Regions from separate parts of the Cricetulus griseus genome. Here region 1 is linked to region 2. A link is a contact called in public Hi-C data. All regions are on one chromosome and are shown on one strand. Each heading gives the region's core, a stretch centred on a gene start, on an enhancer-like site or on the middle of the called end of the contact. The rest is flanking DNA. Distances are from core to core; before and after follow the strand shown. Region 1 overlaps Slco3a1 (solute carrier organic anion transporter family member 3A1). Region 2 holds the start of LOC113834922 (vegetative cell wall protein gp1-like).

The links. Hi-C and Micro-C count contacts between places; a contact is called where the count stands out from the background.
Region 1: a contact with region 2 is called in a Hi-C map of liver, with 2.4 times the contacts expected there. The contact joins the enhancer-like site here to the promoter of LOC113834922 in region 2. A contact is called at or near these places in 2 of 8 Hi-C or Micro-C datasets (fibroblasts and liver).

What each region holds. Positions count from the first base shown.
Region 1 is chr3:122,931,519-122,939,030 of CriGri-PICRH-1.0, reverse strand. All of the region lies in intron 2 of Slco3a1 (solute carrier organic anion transporter family member 3A1), which reads right to left. Among named protein-coding and RNA genes, the nearest start is that of Slco3a1, 180 kb to the right of the region's middle. Within about 2 kb of position 2,825, at least 4 of the 6 cell types and tissues checked have open chromatin away from gene starts, as enhancers often do. A contact at or near this core is called in fibroblasts, where this site is marked.
Region 2 is chr3:122,752,704-122,760,075 of CriGri-PICRH-1.0, reverse strand. It overlaps LOC113834922 (vegetative cell wall protein gp1-like), which reads left to right and starts at 5,714. Exons shown (of 3, transcript XR_003483929.2): 1 at 5,714-6,203. Slco3a1 (solute carrier organic anion transporter family member 3A1) reads right to left here and starts at 6,380. Exons shown (of 11, transcript XM_027408153.2): 1 at 6,201-6,380. The coding sequence starts at 6,380.

The DNA of each region.
Region 1 (7,512 bases), core at 1,576-4,075, 180 kb before region 2:
ACACAAACAGTGGTATAGACAATATTTTACTTCTCACAGACATAGATGTCATACTGTCTTGGTTCAAGCTCCCTATCACCTGCCCTATCTCATCTCCAAGGCTAGGACTCTGACTCTCAGCCTCCACTCACCTCTCTGTTAAAACTTTAGTTTCATACAGGGCTTCTTAAAACTGGGCTTCCCAAGCAGGAGGTGGGGAGGAGCCGAATGGATGGATATAACTGAAGGAGCTGATGTCACACCTTTTTTTGGGGGGGTATACTAGGTAGATTTCTACATAAAGTTCTTATGATGGATGAAGAGTTGGTACCTCCTCAAATATGGCAACATCCCACATCCAGTGATGAATTATATATGTGTGGATGTGTGTGTGTGTGTATGCATACATACCCCACTATTATGTACATACATACATACATACATACATACATACATACATACATACATACATATCCATCAGAAAGAGACCCATTGCCAAAATTTGGAGGCCATCACTGGCTTTTCTCTCAGATATTTTATTTACTTAAGAATAGTGCAGAGGCACAAAAACAAGTCGTGCTAAACAAGATGGAATGAACAATGATTTGGCCACATCACCTTCTAAGAACATGATTCAAAACCCAGCAAATGAAAAGCAAACAAGGAACAAGAGAAAACAAACCACTCCTATATTGGGTAACCTCCACTGTCACCCCAATCAGACCTAGAATCATCAAGGAATATGTCTCTGGGCAAGTCTGTCCTGAAGAAGTTTCTGGATTGAGTTAATTGAACTGAGAAGACCCACCCTAACTGTGGGCAACACCATCTCATTGGCTGGAGTCCTGGACCAGACAAGAAGGAGAAACTGGAACAGAGGAACAGCCTTCATGTGACCAGTCACCTCCCACACCTGCTGCCAACCCTTCTCTTCAGGGATGTTGGCACCTTCTAACCATGAGCCAGAAGGATCCTTTTCTTCCTTAAGTTTCTTTGGTTAGAGTACTTTGTCACAGTATCTAGACAAGTTACTAATCCCCCACACACACACACACACCAGAAGGGGAGCTATGCTACTCACCATCAGCGTTTTCTCATTTTTCTCAAACATCTCATTTTGCACTATCTAAAACCCTTTGAAACTTACCAACCAACTGAAAAGCTATCAGAATCCAAGAAGAAAACTCAGGAGTACCTGCCCTGCTCTGGTGGCCAGCCATCTTACATGGGGCTCATCACAAGTAAGCACTGACTTATGTCACTAACTTACACTGGTTGTTGAAAGAAGAATGGCCCTCTGGCTAAGAACCTCCTTACATCCTAAGCAAGTGACTCAGTACAGGGGGCCAAATCTCATCATGCTTGGGACCTCAGATCACACATGAGACACATCCAGTATCTTTGATGTGCCAGGAATGACAGTAAACACAGGTGCAAATGGCCTGTCAGCAGGAACTCTTCTACTTAACTAAGTAAACTGAGGCAGCAGAGAAGGCTTGGCTTCTCATTCCAAGGTGGGGATTCTGAAGCCTGAAGGGGAAAAGTGGCATGTGCCCAGAACTCACAACTGAAACACTAGGGCCAAAAAAGAACCCAACACCTGGCAAGGAACGTCCACTCTGTCACAGTAGCCCTCACTGCCACCCCAAAACCTTCCATCGGGACAAGAACATGGGGCCACCAGTTATCTCGTGAAATCTCAGGGCAGGGGCAGCTTTTTTGAGCTACTGAGATGCACGACACTTTGCTTTCACACTCTGCCTCTGATATGTGCTTCATGAAAGGCTTAAAGGGGTGTGTAACCTTTACTTCATCAGTTCCCAAATCCTCCACCCTGCCCTCTGAATCCCTTCCAACTGAGAGGACTCTGTGTTCCCTCCTCTGTAGCCTTGCAGACTGGGAGCTGCCCCAGCTCAGGGCTGCCCCACCTATGGCCCACATTCCAGGGATGGGGGCATGGGCCTGGAACAGCCAGCTTCCATGGAAAGAGCATTAAGGCTGTGCTGTCTTTCTCTCCCACACCCCTGTGAACACCCATTCTTCTAGGTCCTGGTGAGGCTGTTGTCTTGAGACACTGCTCCTCCTTCAGCTCATCTCTCACTCCAGAGTCCCCAGGCTTATTCCTTTCCATAGTTATTGACATATTCCCAGAAAAGGGTTCAGGAGCATTGAATGCTAGACCCCCAGGTGTCTGTTTTTCTTTCTGAGTTATGTCACTGTGTCTCTACAATTCCCACAGCCCACGTATTTGAGTTATCTTTCTTACACATGTGTCTGCTTGATGGTGGCAAAGTTGATATAACATTTACCACCTGAGCTATTATTCTATTTGTAAGTGAATGGTGCATTCACACTTGAGTAACCACTCTTTATAGCTGTTCTTTAAAAGATAATTTCAAATGATGCAAAGTTCGACTTGAAAAGACCTGGCTAGAATAACACCCCCATCTTGCCATAACCATCTGTAAACTCATGCTCATCTTTCTACCACTCCTCACCTACTCCTCTTGCCCTGTGGGATCTCAGTGTCTACCCCAGACTTCATCTCAGCCCTAAGCACTGCAGGATGCCACCTTTAAAAGATGGCATGGAAGCCACATTGATGCCCTCACACCCTGACATCTAATGCTAATTCTGGAAGGTTGCTTAACTTTCTTGGCCTTAACTGATCGCATCCTGAAAACAGTGGTGTGAGGTACCACTGAAACCCACTCTGCAAACCAATGAGCCAAGGATGCTCTAACAGGCCAGGCAATATTGTAAGAAAGCCACTGGTGTGATGACTCTGGTTTTATGAATCACAGGCCCATGTGATCTTTCCACTCTGCCTTCACCTCTCTGAGGGGGGTTACTTGCTCAGAGCAGCTGGTTCTGAATGAGCCTCATGCCCACACAGCAGAGTCTTCAGTCTTCATTGTACTCTGCCCTTCCTGATTTCGAGTGGGAATCCTTCCCATTTGGCTCCTCTTGGCATTCTGTATTTTTCTTACTTTAACAGTATAAAGTTATAGATGTAGTTACGTTAACCACTTTCTGCTTTATTTGCCATCTTTTTTGGGGGGGGTGCGCAGGAAAGGAATGGCAGACTTCTGTTGCCTGGGTGGATTCTCAGGCACAGTCGCTCCAGGGAGGGCATTCCCCAGTGATTCACCATGACTCATTCATAACTTCCCCAGCAGAGCTCAGCCGAGAAGGCAAACATAAAGGAATACTCATTGCTGAACGTAGCCCTCTTCCTCCAGAGGGCTGGGCTCCCACACTGGGGTCCCTGTGGCCTTTGCAGGCTTTTGTCTGGGGGTGGATTTTGACTTGGAAGGGTGGGAACTGAGAAGTGAAACCTTGGATCACTAGATATATCTGCATATGTGGGATAACACTGCCCTTTTATAACAAATTTGGGGTGCAAATGAATTCTTCCTCATATATGCCCTGTCCTTCCAAGATGAAATCTGCTGTTCAGTGTGGATCAAAGGACAGCAAGAGAGGACCACTCACTGAGAGGCACAGAGTCTCTGTCCTCTATGTGCATGGGTTCTCAAGTTACTGCCACATCTCAGTGAAAGTACCTGCATCTACATCTGGGTTGGTCTATTTAGATCATGGTCTCTGAACCCCAGCCCTGCAGTCATAAGATGGCAAGTCATTCCTGGATGGGGGAAGAGCCCTGGGCATCTCAGGTACTTAGATGTACCTTCTTCCTCCAGTCATGATAACCAAAATTGTTTAGATATTGCCCAATATCCCAGGAGAGGGGGAAATATCCCTACTAGAACACTGATTCAGACCACAGACTAAGGAGCCGTGTGAGCTCTGTCTTAGTTCCCTGTGTTCCCTATAATACCCAGCATGGCTGGTCATGAGTAGAAATTCAAAATATGTGTGGGTTCCTAGGAACTGCCATGGAAAGCAGGTTGGGGATACAGTGTGTCACAGTGAGCCTCAGAAGGTTCTGGGTTTCCTCGGCTACACAGTTGGTAGGAACATGGCAAGTGGGTGCAGATACATCACGCCAAACCCCAGTGAAGGGAAGGGAGAGAATGGGGTGCTCCAAAGAGGAGCTGGCTCTGGGACCCCAGCCTCCAGCTCTCTCGTTCTGACAGCTAAGGAGCAAGGCAGATAATGACACACAGACAGAACATTCCAAGTGCCTGCAGCTGTAAATTAGGTAGGAGTATGTTCCAAGGCTGCCTTCAGTCTGGGGCCTCTGTGCTGTCTGCAAACTGCCTGGAGCCTTGTGGTCCTACCAAGTGTGGGGAGAGGGTAAATTCTGAAAAGCTTTCTCTAATGCCTTAAACCGGAGAATCGATGATAAATGGCAACAGTTTGAAGCACATGTGCACTGTGAGGTGGCCAGAGGCGGCTCAGGGCCCCATTGCAATTGCTTTTCGAATGAGTTTAGTTCCAGGGCTGAAGTGCAGTCTTAATTAGGTTTTGATCTCACTTTCCTTTTCCAAACAGGAAAGCAGAACCGAATATAATCTGATACGTATTTGAAGGTGGGGTGGTTTGTGATCTGGTACCCAATTTGCTGACCAGAAAAGTTGAATTCTAACTCTATGTAGTTTTTTTTTTTTCCTGTATCATGTTGCTGATGAAGAGGCTAGACAGTTTCCCACATCTATATCCTCTAGTGCAAATACACTTACACCATCTAAGCTTGCATGGTGGTATTGTGAGAAGGTAGCCAGGGGTGAAGGTAGTTAGGGGCAGAGTGTTGCCAGACCCTGAATGTTTCAGCTCTCCTGAAATTCCCATGTGGAAAGGTGACTTAGTTTATAGGGATAGAACCTTCATGAGTGAATTGGTCCTTATAAAAGATATCTTGGAGGGTTTCCTCACCTTGCCTGCCAAGTTAGGATACAACAAGACTGTTCATTGAAAGCCAAAAAGTAGCCTCTTGACTGAATACTTTATTTACTGAGGCTTGATCTGGGTTATCCCAGTCCCCAGAACTACAAAATATTACATTTCTGTTTGGCAATCTATGGTTTCTAGAATGAGCATAAAAAATTCAGTGCCAAGTGAGGGATACCTCCCCTTGAGTTGCTGGTCAGAGGTGTCCTGGAGACCCTTTAAACAGTACAGGCTGCTGCCATTACTCTTGGTTGTCCATTAGGACTTGGTGGTGCGACCCTATTGCTGGTGATACCAAACACACTGGATCTGTCATCTGGAGAAGTCATGTTGTTACTGACCAGGAAACTCCCTGGCTGACTTGCTCTCATTGTACTGGAAGATGCTACACAGGCTGTTGCGGAGAGGGGAAGTCATCAATGGTCTCACTCAGCTATAAACCAGGTGACCTGCAATATGACCAAGAGGCAAGACATGCCCATGGGTACAATGGTGGTATGGATGTTATGGGGTTAACCAATTGCTTTCTGAATGGATTTGGGGTCTGCTCCATAGGAAGAAATATGCCTGCCACTGTAAACCTGGTACTGTACAATGAACCCATGAATGGGGCACTCACAGGTCTCAGGGGTGAAGCTATTACTACTATTCTGCTAATTGGTTATAGTGTCAAACAGCCTCTGAATTCCCATCTCTATACCCATAGATCAGTGCAGCTCTCAGTATTCATCAGAGAAGTTTCCATGTGCAGAGGGTGGTGGTTAATGCAGAAACTCATAACTGGCCCAAGTGAATAACTGTCAGTGTAGTGCTCACCATCCAATAGGACATCTATATCATACCTTCCCTAAGGCTTAGGGACCATCACAGGAGTGGAAAAATTATATTTATATGTGCCAGAGGTCCAGGAAGACTGGGTGACCTTCTGGACATTACAGTGGCCTTCTGTGTATGTCAGGACTGCTCTGTTCATGAACTCACAGCGGCTGTGGTAGCCAGCACAAGACCTATGCAATATCAAAACAGTCAACATTCAGGCAAACAACGGGAAGGGGTTCGTGAGCCCACACTCATAACTTAGGAGCTATGGATAGTTGATGGCTTCTGGGGAGACAGAATCAATTTCCTTTAAGGATGACCATGTGTCCATGGAGATCTCCACGTCCAGGAGTATACTGAACCATAAATTAGAAGACATGGACTTGGGGGTATAGGGAGAAGGGGTGGATCTGGGAGGAGATAGGGGAGAAGTGTGAAGGGGTGAATATGATCAAAATATAAAATTCTCAAAAATTAATACAAATATAAAAGAAAAAACTTTCTTTGGAAACTGCCCATTCTCTGTCCCTTTTTGGAGGTAGCTTAAATGCACAGGTAGTGTTCCTTTCTAGGGAGGGCTGGTGGCTGCAAAGGAAAGCATGAATTCATTCTCCATGATGCTGATGATCCTTGAAAGCCTGTCTGAAAAAGGTATAGCATGGTCTACTTGCAGTCAGGCAATTAGTGAGTCTTATTTAATGATCTAACTGATGACACCTGACACTCCACTCAAGTCTTTGTTCCATAATGCTTTCCTTTGCAGGTATGTGGGAAGATATTTTCCCCAGCAAGGAGACCAGAAAGCAATGCTCATGTTTCTTATGTACCACCACAATGCCATGGCCTTGGCGTGGCTTGTTTGTGCTGTGTCAATACTGCAATGGCTCTCTTAGGGACACAAGAGAAATAGTCTGGAACTCACAGGCCATGTAGAGGCATTTGGACTCAGGTGAGAACCTAGCAACCTGGGTTCAGGTAAGGATCAAGCATCCCAGGCTCTGGGATTCATAGGAGAGGCAGGGAAATGTGAGAACTGGCATTGCTGGTGCTCACTTTTGCTGGAACTCCAACACTCTTATTCATGCTAAGCTGAGCCTTCCTTGTTGTAAACTTACTGGGCCCAACAAGGCTATCAAACAACTTTTTATCCATGTTAAAGGAAAAATAACAGGGGTGTTGTAAAAGCTTTAATATTGATATGTGGCAATGGTTGTACAACTCTGTAAATTAAGCATATAAAACAAGCGACTTTTATGGCATATAAATTAAACCTCAGTAACCCTGTTACAAAAAAGAAAGGGAGTAACAAGGCTTTTTAAAGGGCTATAAAGAGGCTTGATCAAATGGAACCCTCTTAATTACTCTGGATGCAGGGGCTACATGGGAAAGGCTAGCTGTGCATTTATGACATTATTTAGCCTTAGCCAATTCTCCTTTTATTACAACAGAGAAACTAGAATTGGAACAATACTTTGTTTCAAAACCTTTGAAAAATTTTAATTACATTAACTTGTGTATGTACGTGTGTGCATGCATGCACGCAAACATGCATATATGTATGTGTAGACACTACAGTGTGTATGTGGACGGCAGGCGACAAATTGTGACTCATTACTCTCTTCTTACCATGTTGGTCCTGGGGATCAACTCAGGCCACCTGCCTTGCTGGCAAGTACCTTTAACCTCTGAGACACCTCAATGGTCCCCAACTGATTCTTAAGCTTTAGTGAAGGTGAGGAGATGTAACAAATGGAAGAGGATGTTAATGAAGCCAAAGGAGAGCTTAGCACAAGTCTCTACTGTAGGGGGCATCCATAGTTGGCTCTGTTAGGAGAGTGCCTGTCTCTAATGTGGCTTCAA
Region 2 (7,372 bases), core at 4,465-6,964:
CAGATGAGCAAACTGAGGCTCATGTAATTCAAATCATCCACATTCAAAACCAGTGTAAGTCAGTGCTTAGCCTCCTTTCATTAGTCTTTGCTAGCACATAGCCACAGACCAGAGTGAAAGAAAGAAAGGATTCCCCAGGGGGAGCACATCAAAACACTACTCTCTTAGTCATCAGCTCTTCCCACCTGAAGTACCCATTGCCCATAAAATGGCATGTATAAATGACCACTGATGTGATGGCTTACACACACACACACCCCTCATTTTTAGAATTTTTAATATAAATTATTGCAATTAGCAAATAAAAGAACTAGCAGCCAGGATTTAACTGACACCATACTTTCAAAATCATTTTTTCCCCTCCAAGACACAAGAGTTTATTCAGAAGTACAAGTTTCCTGTGTCTGCAACTCACTAAACCAAATCAATGCCTGATTAAAATAATTTTATTATTCGGTGGGTGAGGTTGCAACATCACTATATCTTCTGGAAATGTGCACGGCCATGTTGATAATAATGGCTAATATGTACTGGATACTTACTACATGCCAGATGGAATCCAAAGTGCTTTACAGGTAAACCCTCACAATATCATGGGGATCACAATTAGCATCAGTTTAAAAGGACAAAAAAGCAAGGAAGAGACAGGTTAAGTCACTGGCCTAAAGGTCAGAGAGACGGAAAGGGACAGGATACAGAAATGAACCCCAGGTCTTCCAATAATAGTATCCAATGTCCACCACTGTCAGACACAAGCCTTTCTCCATCTTGAACTTTAATCACTTAATGGGGGTGTTAATCACTGACAAGTAATCTCTCCCGTGGCTGCCTTATATGCATGTGTTTTTCCAACACATCAAATTCACTTATCCTATAGAATCCAGGTCAATAATTAACCTTCTGTAGACAAAGAAGCAGACAAAACAAAGGCAAAATAAATAAGAGCAGGAAGCAAGGGTATCTTTCCGGGCCACAAACTACCAACAGCATTTCCAAGAGGCAATAAAATATAGCCAGAATTGTCTCCATAAAGCCCTCAGTCTAAACCCATATGAAGACATACAATCAAAATTACCATTAAGGAATTGGGAGTGTAGCTCAATGATAGAGCACTTGCCTATCATGTGCAAGGTCCTGTGTTCAATCCCCAGCACTACAGTAAAACAATCGACAAAACCCTATTGAAATACTTTTTTCAAAAACAACAAAAAGGAAGTATATGACATTCAGAATTGGCCAGATATGTATGCAAATCATTTAGAGCATGCAACCATGCACAGAACATAAGTACTTATGCAAAGTAGAGGTGTCATGAAGTTTACTATCATGGCTCTTCTTCATGGGTATATGCTTATTAACAGATTTAGCCTGGGAAATCTGTGCCCTTTAAATGTGTGTTGAAGCTGGGAGTCACACTAGAGATGTGGCCCTTAAGGAACTGGATTCTCCTGTATCAAATGAGACTCAGTTTTTTTTTTTTTTTTGCAGCGTACACTTGCACATCCCCTGGCCACACTGCTAGGTGTGCAAGACCCTGGTCAGAGTAGAGCCTCCAAGTCTGCCATCAGATCTGCAAAACAAATACAGAGAACTTCCTGCTGGAACTCTGCCTGCCATTGCTGGTTCATGAACCGCACAGAAGGAACCTTATACAGCCTGCCACAGGAAGAAGCCCTTCCAGCAGCAGGCAGGATGAGTCAAAATGACACAGAACCCATCCTCAAGGCAAGGCAGCACCACACAGTAAGAACTCTGGACCCTTGGCATAAGGTATTGCAACTGAATGGGGGGCTGGGCCTGGGTTAGCCAAACCCAGGAAAGAAATCTTGCTCACTGTACAAGTAATCCACTTAGATTCTTCTATTGTTAAAGCACACACATACCCTCCTTACATGCTCCCCAAAGAAACAAAGGTATGTATGTACACAAGCCTTGTTGAGGAGAATTTTCAGAAATACACTTTTTCCTTAAGGAGTATTAGTTAAACATTTTAAACAAAGCTATAAGGGAAAAAACTCAGTCTTCTTTTTGTTGTTGTTTTACTACCTGGGGCTATATAGTAGTTATGCAAATAGCAGGGAATTTGTCATTATGAGTAACCATAAGTGTATAAAATAATTTGATTAAGTAAAATAGTTAACTTAGTCATCATACTAATTTGACAAGGACTTTAAAAATGTTCTTCAGCTGTCAGCTTCTAGACTAGCTATGCAAGAACCTATCTTCAAAAAGATGCTTCTTCAGAGAAAAAAGAAAATATCAACCGTGGCAGCTAACTGTAAACCTACTGAATGTTCTCTGGCCTAAAAATAAGTGACTATCAAGCAGACAGACAGCGTGTCATTAGCCACACTCAGTCATCTATGTCACTACTCTGTAACCACAACCTCAAACACACTTCTGCATAACTTAAATAGGAAAAGGCCCACCTCTGCTTCACTGGGGTCCACTGAAATTCCCAGAGACTAACAGGGGCCTTTATTCAGTGTGTGTCCTGAAGCAATTCAAAAGAATCTCTCTTGAGCTTCATTCGAAATTGCCTAAGGTGTCAGCAGTTTTAATTTCCTGTACACATCCTTATCTCCCCAACTCCTCAGTAATTCCATAACATATACAAACCTGTCTCTGCAGAGTTGCCTGGCTTGCCACATCTCAGTAAGCACCCACAATGCACAGATAAATCTACACAAATGGTTTTCTCTCCAGTCAGTTCCCACATGCCTGGACCGTCTTTCAGCAGACCAAGACTTCCACAGCAGGTATATTCCTGCAAATAGGGCATTACATCCAGGAGCCCCTGGAAGCAAACACCCAGGTACCGGAAATACACATGGCTTTGTCTTGGACAATATAGGTAAGGTACAATGATCATTAAACTCAGTGAGCCTCTTCTAACACAATGTGTCTACATCTACATCTACATCATCATAGCCAACCTAGCTGTTGAAGATGTCGCAGCACAGCATTGTCCTAAGTGAGGATTTCAGGCATTCTGGCTAAGCTGTGTGACACCTGAGTTACCTTATCTACATTGTCCTACCAAAATCTAGCACGGATGTCAGAGTCTTAGTCCTCTTCACTTCCTGGAAGACCTCAAAACCCAAGCAAAAACTTGCAGGGTCTCAGACTAGCATGCCTTGCTATATACAGTTTTTTGAGTCTCCTTCACAGGCATGTTCTTGAGAGAAGACAATCAAAATCTCAATCTCTCACCTTTTTCTCCTCCTCCCCCTCTCTCCAACCCTTCCCCCTTTCTCTTCCCTCTCCACCCTTTCCTCCTCTTTCTTACCTCCTTTTAGCCCCCTACCTCCACACACCACACAGGAGTCCTACTTTGCAGGGCCACTTCTCAAATCACAAGCCACTTCCTGCCTCACTCACTTCTGCAGTTGGGAAAACTACACCAATGTCGCTGAGGACACACTAAGGGCAATGAGAAATCTGTCTCTTCAGAATGAAAGAGAAAAAATGAAATGATGCTTCCCAATACTTAAAAATAGAAAGGCACCCAGGGAGATTAAAAAACACAAGGTAGCTGCATGGGCTTTAGACATCAAATAGGAAATACTACCATTGACATCCAACTTGCAGCCATCCTCCTTAAGGAGAAAGAAAGACTAGCTGGCAATGCCCCACAGCAAGCTCTTCATCAGGTCTCTGAAAACACTTTCTCAGAAGAGTGTGCTGAATCCCACTGAATAGATCACATATTGCACACCCCTTGCACATGGACCACCTGTGTTCCTCACACGGACTCAGGGTCTCAGGTTCCCTAGGAAAGATGCTATGACAGTTTAAAAGGAAGAAAGCTGCCTTTCACTTGACCCCCCTATAATAAGTGATTTCCTCAAACTTCCAGACAGAAATCTCCTGTGGTTGAAAGAAAACCAGAACTTTCCCCACCTGCCCAAATGACAGAGGAAGGGAAACCTCTTAAGTGACCCAGAAGACCAAAGTCCAGCAGCAAGCAGACTGGGCCAATCCTAGTAGCTACCTAGTCTTGACATGAGGTTCATGCAGTAAAGGGAAGTCAGGGGCAGAGGGGCCAAGCAGGGCCCTGAGAATATTATGCTTGCCCTGCTAGTGATTAGAAGTAATTCAATTTCCTTGGCCTGTCCTCTCCTGGGCCTCCATCTGCTTTATGCAAGGCACCTGTTGGCTCCTGTTACCCTTTACCCCCCCCCCAAGACTTTCCATCAGGGACAGAAGTGTCCAAATACCACCAGCAGGTGGACTGAATGCCTCCTGCCCTTCCTTGTCCTGAGATTCATGATAACCCCTCATCTCTCAGGGCCAGCCCTGCCTGGGGAAGTTTCCCATGGTAGAAGCACTTGCTTTTAAACTTTCCACAAAGAACGGGGCCACTCATCTGCTTGAGGCTCAGTTTCACTTGCTTCTAAAATCCTTAAGTCACTACAAGCAAAAACCCCTAAGCTCAGGCATTCATCATTCCTGGGATGAAAAGTATAGCCTTGCTGTTCTCCACATGTGAATAACGCACACTTAAGCAAAACTGGTTTGAAGCAAAGGAACTGTTAAACAAGATCCAGCTGTTGATAGACTCATTGCCTCCTTTTACATGAAGACCCAGTTAGATGTAACAGTTTGCATATGCTACAGATTCACACCTATCAGTATTAACTTGCATTCGCCTCTAGTAACACATGTACCTCCTAAGTATTTTAACAGTCAAATCACCCCTAAAGAAGCTGCCCCTCCAAACATCATCTTTATCGAGCAAATCCAAAAGTTTACAGTGTAGTATTACAACTATAAACAAAATTAATACATGTGATAAAACTGAACACTTTTGGCCTCAGGATTTAGTAACAACATATATGCACAAGGCTGTTCATCAAGGGAAGGGCAACAGAAATGAATTTGATTTCTTAAGTGCTCTGGAGTTCTGTCATCCCAGGAACAGAATTGCATCCACAGAGGTGTCCCACCCCCCCACCCCCCTTGACACCGCATAACTAATTCTAACCAAGCACTACTTCACTTCACCTTAGCCTGTAAGAGCCTTGGGTAATTGTTAATGGCACTGGATACTCAGAGTCTGGCCCTCATTAACTTTCTTTAACCCAGGGCCAGGAATGAGGGATTCATGATAACATCAGGATACACATGGCTCTATCTCTGGATGTGGTTATCCAACCGCTTTTGAAATCTTGTCCGATTCAATCTCCATCAAATGTGCTCCCTAACACTTACAATCTATGACATTTGATTCCAGTTTCAGGTCAATAGCCAAGCAAGGGTTTAACACCATGCACCCTGAGACATCTTTTCCTGTTAAGACAGGACCGGTATGGAAGTGCACTGTCTCAAGTGCGGACCACCTGAGCACTGCAGGAAAAAGCAACAAAGTAGGTACTTGACAGTGCTGAGTCATTACAAGCGGATTCTTTGGTTATAGTAGGCGTCCATGGGCCTTTTGAGCATCAATAATCCCTTTCTAAAGGCAAATAAAATAGATACATATTGTACGCAGTGATCCACTCCCTGTGTGGGCGAGAGCGACCACAGTAGGGAATTAAGCTAAAACTACACAAACTCGCAGCTGCTCTCCAGGTACTGTAACTTTATCCCCACACTGAAAGATGGCTATTGGGATCTGGGTGGGACTATTCCCCCTGCAACAACCACTCAGATCAGGGCCACACTCGGGCGCCTTTTACTCTAAGCTGTTAAATTCCCCGGCAATTGGCGGATGGAGAAAGAGCCTGGGGAAAAATGATGCATAATGATTCGTTCTCCGGGCGGATGAAACAGAGAGTAGAGGACGCAGGATGCTAACTGGCTTTTCCTCCCATGTGCAGGTCACCTGAACCGTGATGCCTTTCCAGTCTCCGAGGAGGCTCCCTGACCTGAACTCGCCATCTGGCTCCGTTTTCGAGAGAGAAGAAGAAACAGTTGCATGCCCACCTGCCCGCGGCGACTCCACTCGGGCACCCCCCTCCCCGGCCCCCAGCCCCTGCCAAGCGCACGAGCTGCTGCCGGCATCCACGGTCCCGCCCGCTCCGGGCCGGCAGCTCCCCCGGCGGCCGCCTCTGCACCAGTCGCCAACCTCCGCGCCCGGCCGAGGTCATGCCCGCCTGCCCCCGGCGCCGGCGAGGCCCCCTCCCGGTGCCAGGCAGCAAGCAGAAGAAGCGCCGGCAGGGGAGGGGGTCCGCGGCAGAGTTGGCACCCGGACTCACCAGGTAGGCGCCCACCGTTCCCTGCGCCAACATCAAAGCGCACTCAGACACCAGGAAGATCTTGATGTTGGAAAAGCAGGACACCTTCTTTTTCTTCTTCTTGTTCCTCTGCGCCTCGTCCCCCTGCAGCTCGCCGCTCCGGCCGCCGCCCGACGAGCCTCCCGGCTTCTTCCCCTGCATCCTTCCCCCGCCGCCGCTGCCGCCGCCGCCGCTTTCCCGCTCGCCCCGGGTGTCGTGGCCGTTGCCGGGCGGGGGTGCGCGCTGCGAGGCTGCGTGCTGTCTCCGCCCCGGACCCGCGGCGGCCGCCCCCGTCCTGCCGCGGCTGGAGAGGTTGAAGGCTCCGCTCCTCGCCGCCGCCGCGCTCGCCCCCTTCCTCCTCCTCCCTCTCCTCCTCCTCCTCCTCCGCCCTCCCCTTGCCGCCTCCTCCAGCTCGGGCTGTGCCAATCACAGGGACTCCTCGCGCCGCCCGCCGCTTCACCTCCCTCAGACGCCCGTCGCTGCCTTCACCGGCTGCCCCTGGCCCCCCGGCCTCGCCTGCTTTCACTCCTAGCGCCCCAAACCCTGGCCACGGCCTGATCGCCGACTTGAGCCTCCCGCTGCGCCACTACTGGCTGCGACTTCGCTTCTAAGAGGCACGAGGAGACCTATTTGGGGCGCTGGGGACTGGCTGATAGTCACGGCTCGCGGGGTCTAGCTGCCCCCGAGAAATTGTAGAATCGGGGAGTCCTGGTGAGGTGGGAGGCTGAGCAATGAAGGTGCTACCCGGACACTAGGAGGCACTGTGGGGCCCTGGGCGCCACGGCGGAAACTGGGTGGTAGGTAGTGCGGCCAGCAATGGTGCACAGAGATGGGGGTTCACAGGCACCCTACTTCTAGTCCCGGTACCTAATGCTTAGGTACCCGAGTGTTAGGGCGGGAGATGAGGAGCTGCTTCCATAACGAGAATCCCGGGTACTGGTGCTGTATTCGGCTTGTTTCATGAATTTCTGGGGACAGTTGTTGCGCTTAGGGCTCCGGAAAATGCCAGAGGTCGGAGCTGCCAGGGGCTTCTTCGGTCTGCCAGCCTTTGCTCCAGCACTCGGTGGCTACTGAACCTGTCTAAATCGCCCATTCCCCGAAAATGGGAGAAAGAAACAGAAGCGCCGAGAAGGGAAGTTAGATCTTTAGGGAGT